Regions from separate parts of the Larimichthys crocea genome. Here region 2 is linked to region 1. Evidence: chromatin contacts called from public Hi-C data. All regions are on one chromosome and are shown on one strand. Each heading gives the region's core, a stretch centred on a gene start, on an enhancer-like site or on the middle of the called end of the contact. The rest is flanking DNA. Distances are from core to core; before and after follow the strand shown. Region 1 holds the start of slc7a1a (solute carrier family 7 member 1a). Region 2 holds the start of cfap298 (cilia and flagella associated protein 298).

The links. A called contact is a pair of places that touch in the nucleus more often than the background predicts.
Region 2: a contact with region 1 is called in a Hi-C map of muscle, with 8 times the contacts expected there. The contact joins the promoter of cfap298 here to the promoter of slc7a1a in region 1. A contact is called at or near these places in 2 of 7 Hi-C or Micro-C datasets (both in muscle).

The regions. Positions count from the first base shown.
Region 1 is chrXXII:6,626,026-6,629,904 of L_crocea_2.0, forward strand. slc7a1a (solute carrier family 7 member 1a) reads left to right here and starts at 2,272. Exons shown (of 13, transcript XM_019253100.2): 1 at 2,272-2,604. paxbp1 (PAX3 and PAX7 binding protein 1) reads left to right here. Exons shown (of 18, transcript XM_010737016.3): 17 at 1,026-1,180; 18 at 1,415-1,922. The coding sequence ends at 1,535.
Region 2 is chrXXII:7,193,740-7,197,259 of L_crocea_2.0, forward strand. cfap298 (cilia and flagella associated protein 298) reads right to left here and starts at 1,702. Exons shown (of 8, transcript XM_019270419.2): 1 at 1,559-1,702; 2 at 1,141-1,300; 3 at 870-1,037. The coding sequence starts at 1,279. synj1 (synaptojanin 1) reads right to left here. Exons shown (of 30, transcript XM_027273824.1): 30 at 2,736-3,520.

The sequences.
Region 1 (3,879 bases), core at 1,022-3,521:
TGTTTCTGCAGCAGAGCTGTGTGCTTTAGATACAGTTGAATCTGTAATTAACAGATCATATCGTTTTAAACACATCATATCAAAAAAAGAATTCTAGTACTAACACTAGAACAGTCAACTTCACACCTTGTCATATTTCACTCTGTGTACAAAGTAACTATACAGTTTCTGTGTTATCCATGTGTTGAGGAAAAAAACTTTATGGCAAATGTAAATACTCATCTCATCATAAAACCTGACACATCCTGCTCCGGCTCAGATGTAGACATCACGTAATAAGGGAAGAGGAATAAATTTCCATATTTACAACCATGAGAACAACAGATGTTTGTTTACCCATCACTCTATTTGTTTAGTGGTCTCACTCTGTTAACAGAGAACATCGTTACAAGCAGGTTTCATTTGAATAATCTGCTCCCCGTAGTACTAAATCATAAACTGTGAATTCTTTTTAGCAAATATTGAATTTATGTTCTTAATCCCTCAACTTTTGGTCAGGTCAGTAGATATGAAGCGTCTAAATTTTAATTACGGTTTGAAAAAGTGTCACAGATTGCACGAGGGACAGTTCATTAGATGAAGCAGTCTGCACTTTTTTAAGTGTTTGGCGTGTGAATTCATCCGTTCGCTCCACAGTGTTGCAGTCATCGCAACTTCAGAAGTAGCTCTTTCTGGTAAATACACACACTTAGTGTAATGAAGGGAGAATTTGAATTCATCAAGTTCACAGGTTTTGTCTGAGAAAATTATGACTTGTAATAAAAGTTTTCAAACTGCGTTTAGACATTTTTATTTCTCAGTTTCAAAATCATTCTGGAGACATCTTCCTTATGTAATGTCTAAAAATACAGCCAGTTTTTTTGGAAACTGGCTCCTCTGGGCTCTGACACTTTGAGAGGCGCTTATATTTTATCATACTCAGGTCACTGTGATTGGCTACATTCCACTTCCCCCGTTCCCGTGTTTGTTCTGCCGTTTTTGTTGATCAGCTTTGTGTGAACTGACTCCTCCTCGTCCTCTCTCAGGTGGTGGAGTGTATACCGGTGCACTGGTTCTCCGGGCTGAAGGGCCAACAGACGTTGCCTCAGTTGGAGCCGTTCTGCCGCTACCTCACCCACCTGGCCAACTCATTGCACCGCAGCAGTTTTGGCGCGCCTGATGTGGAACGGCGCACTGCCAAGTAAGGCTCTGCATGTATAACTGCACACACACTTTGTCCTGATCAGGGAGCCTGAGTTTAGTAATGGCTCCCTCTGCTGGAATATTATGGAAGCTGCTTTAAGATGGAGAACATGTCAGGGCTGTCAAACTACATACAAACAACAGTTTAATAACTAGTGTTCGTACATGATTAACTGATGTTGTGATATGGTGGTTTCATACTGCTTCTAACTGAATACATATCTGTCAACAGGGATCAAATCAAAGAGGTTGTGAGGATGCTGGGCCACATGAACGCCCTGGACCACATCATCACCGTGGCAGCAGAGCTTGGCATCAAAGACATCAAGCCGCTTTTAGAAGCCAAGTCTTGAGGAGGACACGGCAACGGCAACTTTTTAATTCACCTTTCGTTACGCTCGGCACATTTGAAGCCGCCGGATCACTAAGTTTGAATCCCGGAAAAAAGGTGTGGTGAATAAAACTCAACATTTGTTACCTTTTTTCTGAAAAGTGAAGGTAAAAAAAGAAAAGTGTAAATATTGTGAATAATGTATAGAACAGTGTGCTCATACACAGGACTGATGCTGAAAACGAGGCCTTGTATTGTCAGCTCAAAACAACCACTCCGTTACATGTGTTGGCAACAATTTAAATGTATAATTTATTGAGTGAATTGTTGGATTACTGGCATCTGTGTGCAAAACGTGTGATCTCTACACTGACACTGTCTGTTTTAACCTGGATATCTGTAAAAAAAACTGCTCATTTCTCTCGAGGACTCTGCTTTCCCGTATGTGCCAAAAGATAAAAACTGCACCCTGACGACCAACATGTCTCCCTCTGTGGGACAGTTGATATGGACGTTCTTCGATCCCTTAACACTTCTGTTTCACCGATGACCAGACCTGAGCTGAGAGCTTTGTAAAAGTTTTGTTTTAGTATTTTTTTTGTTTGTTTGTTTTGCCTGAGAATAAAAAATCCATTTGAACGATCACTGGCTTGTTGCGAAGTGAAACTTGTGACCCCTGAGATGGTTTCCATCCATCTGACATAGAAAGGAACAATCCAGAATCATTTTGTGATGAAGATTTTATCATCTGAAGAAGAATCACATCACTGATTTTCACCCTTTCAATCGAGTCCTCCAATGACAAATGTGAAACACCTCTTGTGGTAGTCGACCACTACTCTAATGGTAATGAGTGGGCGGGGTTGTTTGTCTCCGTGTCCCCTCCTCCATCCAAACGAGTTAAACAGCACAACCCCCGAGTTTAAATTCCTCCTCCTCACCTGTAAAGAGAGACGCAAACTTTGCAGATCACCGTGTGTCGACGCAGCGTTTGTTTTGTTTTTTCTACACAATTTACACATTTGGAAACCTCTGAAGGAAACTGGTTTATCTCGGATCACTGCTTCATGCGCCCCTGCAGGGTATACAAGGTAAAGAAGTCCTCACACACGCTTCATTATGCTACATGCATGTAAAATGTTATGTAACGTTCAATTAACTTCCAAGCATCTGTAACGCCGAGATATTTCATGTTGCACCCGAGCTTAGGGCGCTGTAAGGGAACGCGCGTTTCTGTGCGTAAAGTTGGCTGGCTGCGCGGAACGGAGGAGCACTCACTCCAAACCACATGCTCATTTTACTCGGACCCCATTTTTTACTGCTTTCAAAGTCAGCGCTGCCGTTTCCTGCAGCGTGCCTGTGAGGAAATACAACTGCACTACATAATTTCCTTCTCGCACTCCTCGCTGCTCAACGGTAAAGATTAGGGTGACCCTCGCGTCGATGCGCATTGTGTGTAACCGTGATGATGTAATATGAGACATAGGAGCCCTGGAATGTGTTATGGCTTCAGGATTCCACCGTGGGAGCTACAGTGTAGTGTGTCCGAAAGGGGCTCCTTCTGCTCCTGCTGATGATGATGATGGTGATGTGAGGAAGGTGGTGGCTGTTGTCTTGGACCTGAGTGAACACTGACATGTAGAGCAAGCAGCAAATCACAAGTGTGTAAAGTGAACTCTTCAGCTTTTGTTCAGGCAATCGTTTACAGATTAAACCCCTTATAAATGTATCTGCTTCCTCTGGAAACCCCAGAGTGGAAAGGTTTCAGTCAACAAGAGCAGCATAGATCAGCCTGGTACAGTGATGCAGTTTGATGGAGGTAGGACTCAATCTGTGCGTTTGAAAAAGCAGTAAAATAACAGTTGATGAATGTGTGAAAAAGTATAATTCCAACTCCAAACTCCAAATAATTTACTGCCCCGCTCCATAAAATGTCTGTATTGTAAGAAGGACTCAGTAGCAAGAGTTGACCTTTTAGACGTCCATGGCAACAGTTCAGACCAGTTCCAGTCAGTCTAACTTTAGCCTCTCTGAAAGTGGGCCACTTGTGGGCAAGCTGCTGACTGCAAGCCTGTATGTAGCATATACAAAACGCACTGAAGGGTGTGAGGGTGTGTGTGTGCGCATGGAAGCTTTCCAGGTACTGAGATTATGGGCATGGCTTCAGCATGTGATGGCTTTATGTTTCCTCTTTGCTGCGCCTCCATGCTGAATGTTTGGTTGCCCGTGTGCTTGGTAATAGCAGCATAACCTTGTATGTACTCAGAACAGTGCTGAGCTTTTGTTTACACACACAGTTTTATGACACAAGTTGGTAGTTTTTTTTTTTAAGACTTGTCAAAACAGTGTGTACAATGTAAGCTACT
Region 2 (3,520 bases), core at 452-2,951, 570 kb after region 1:
AGTTTAAAGCTACATCCACATGCCCCCATAAAGGACAGTCTGAAGCAGATACTAACACACTCTAGTTCATGTCGGAGGAATTGTGAAGCACACACACTGCCAATCACAGCCATATATTCTGGTTATATCCCAAACTAAACACATTCTGTGGATAAATATGTGATGCAGAGGGTTTTTCTAACAGGATATACTTTAAGATCTTACTGTGGCTCTGCTGGGAGGAAACCTAAAAGTCTGAATGGGTGGGCCAAGAAATACCTACAGCGGCCCTTTAGTGTTAAAACAATAGACCCCCCTACATATAACACATGGGTCCAGAAGGCAGTGCTGTAGTCAGGACTAACTAAATAGAGACCAAGAGACTAGAGTGTATTGAGACCAAGTCAAGACCAAGACCAGACAGTATATAGCAGACTTAGGCAGCTAATATTCACACAAACTCTTTGGGTGCAGGGTGGCTGTTACATTGTATCACCTCACTGCTGCCTGATGTTATTTCAGACTTCTGTTTTTGCAGATGGACTCTAAAATCCAGAGTCATCTTTGTCTGAGAGCGAGATGAGATCATCTAAAGTTTTCTTGAGACTGATTTGGAGTACTACAGGGACTTCTACCAGATGGAGCGCACTACATATTTATTAAGGCTCCAAAAATCCATCCATCAGTTTATACTCTCCCTCTTTATACATTTACACAACACCTCACTGCTTTGTACAGTAAGTACTGTTTGTTTGTATGTATGTATGTGTATGTATGAATATGTATATTTAATTCAATATCTTTATGCTGCCTTTTGTTTGTCTTGTTTGTTTATAACTGAGCTATAACGTGTACAGATGTTGTCCACAGTCACAGAGTCACAGTCTCACCGTGTCCGTTTCTCCTCCCCATCTCATCGGTCTTTAACACCGGCCCCCCGCTGGGCACACACTTGTCCTCCCACTCGTCCTTCAGTCTCAGCTCCACGACCTGCTCCTCTGTCAGCCCCTGCATGTTGGGTGGCAGCGTGACGCCATGGTCTGCCAGCTCTGGGATCTCTGACGGTGCAGAAACAAACAGCATGTACATGTCAGTGTAACTACATCAAGACGTCTTTGTGAGGTGAGTGCAGCCTGCTGAGTCATGCTGAGTCATGCTCACCTGAACACACTCTGTCCACTTTGAGCCTCCCGTTGTAAACGGCTGTGACCTCCTTGATCACCGTCTCCAGTGGGACGTCCACGGTGGTGTTGTAAAGAAACTGGCTTTCCTCTCCACGCTTCACGTGCAGCTGCACCATGTCGACAAAGTAACCCGCCGCCTGTTCACCCGCAAAAAAGTCACGCGTGTGCGTGGACGTCTCACGTCACTTTATTGACGAATAAACCGCAACGACACGAGCGACGGTCCCGTCTTAAAGCGTGTAAACAGTGTAACCATGGCAACAGTCGCGAGCGGACGCTTCCAGAAAAACACAGAGTTAGCTCCTGACAGGCTAGCTGAGTGAGCTAGCTGTTTCCCGCCCTCAGTCTCTTACAGGGTACATTTGTGTACAGTGGCCGAACATGTGAACACTTACCTGCGTGATAACACTTCAAACTCCACTGCTCAGCCTGCACTCACACTCTGTGTACAGCCATTATTAGCATTACGAGCTAAACATTCCAGGAGAAGTCACCGGGATACGTTCTTCTTCCCGGGAACAGCTAACGGCAGGTCAGCTTCATCCGAGCAGACATTACCGCCCTCTAACGGTGGGTGCTGGTAACACCGTGTTATGTGCAATGAAGTGTTTTTAGTCCTCTGCAGTGGTACATATGGTGCAACATAGGAGGAAGGAATTCCCATTGTGATAATGTGATGGGGATATGATGAATTAATTCAACATCTGTAATCTTGTTGATCGTGTTTAGGCTGCCCTGCTTCACCGGCAGACAAGAGCACTTGCCTGAATGTTTCTCTGCATGTTGGCATGTTAAAATAATAAATAATAAGGTTAATTAAACATCACATATCTAAAAAATTTATAGAAAATACTGGCTGTGTCAGGTTCTTTACAAAAAGAAACATGAACTGGTCTATCTATCCGTTTTCTTTAACCACTCACCCTCATCAGGGTCAGTGGTGACGTGGTTCCTGTTTTGATCCTTGATGAACTGTCAGCTGGGATAGGCTGCAGCCTCACTGTGACACTGAAGAGCTTAGAGATAATGGATGAATGGATGGGTGGATGGATGGATGGATGGATGGATGGATGGGTGGATGGATGGATGGATGGATGGATGAATAGTGTGAGTGTGAATGCTTGGTTCACCATGTAATGAACTGGTCACTCATCCCTCACCTGTCCAGTATTATACTAATAAATTTGAAAATGAAGTTTCTAAAAGATGATGGGATAGAAAGGGGCAAAAACATCCATATATCATGAATATTTATGTCATATACTGATAGAATGTGAAGATCTTGATGTCAATATAGAAATTAAACATGATTCAGATGATTTCATTGGTTGAAGATGTTTTAATTTTGCCCTTTGGGACCATATGAATGTGTGTTTGCTTTTAGAGGCTGCTTAGGCATTTGGAAATAATATCCAGGACCTGTAAGACTATCAGCATATATAATATATACACATAATGTTGTTGCAGATTCATAAATGTCTCCATTAACAAACACATTGTAACTGTACAAGCAAATTGTAAGCAGAGTTTTATGATGAATAATTCTTTTTGAGAAAAGGGACAACATCACTGTTCGGGTAATTTTACATTTATTTTTGCATACATACAACATAAACTGCTTCATACATAAATGTGCAATCGGCTGTGCACTTAAAATATGGAAGGTTGGATATTAACATGAATCACAGCTTCATGTTTTCATCTTGAATACATACAGATTATGTTCAACAACAACAGACTCTTATTTACTATGGATTATAGCCATAAAAAGGACACCAACCTCACAAAAAAAAGGAGCAAATTTGTTTCCTATAAAATCTCATCTTGAACATGACATGACACAAAGCGCTGGCTAGTCCCCTACTTTTAATGCAGATACAGTATCTACTGCACACATTTGGATAACACAATCAATGCATTTGAGAGATGACGTCAACATGTAAGCAAAGGCAACCTGACACACTTGCTTACATAGACAGCTACTGCGTTCAGTGCAGTGAGATTATTCGTACGGATTTCACACAAAGCGCAGGAGCGGTAGTTAACAGGTGCTTTCTTGGGCCAGATGTTTTATCCTCCCGTGAACCATCCAAATGCTTTAAAAGACTTTTCAGCCGTTTAATGAAGGTTGGGAGGAAAAACAACATCTGAGTAGACTGACACAGCTGGCATGAGTCGTTTTAGGGAGGATTTCACTCTCACAGATCCTTTTGCAAAACTATTGCTTGTCATTGTCGAGAACAGCGACGCCGACCTATACAGTTTCGACAGAAGTGAAAGGGTGAAGTAGGTAGTACGAGGGGAAAATACTGACACATCACCTCTGACAACACACGACACACACACACACACACACA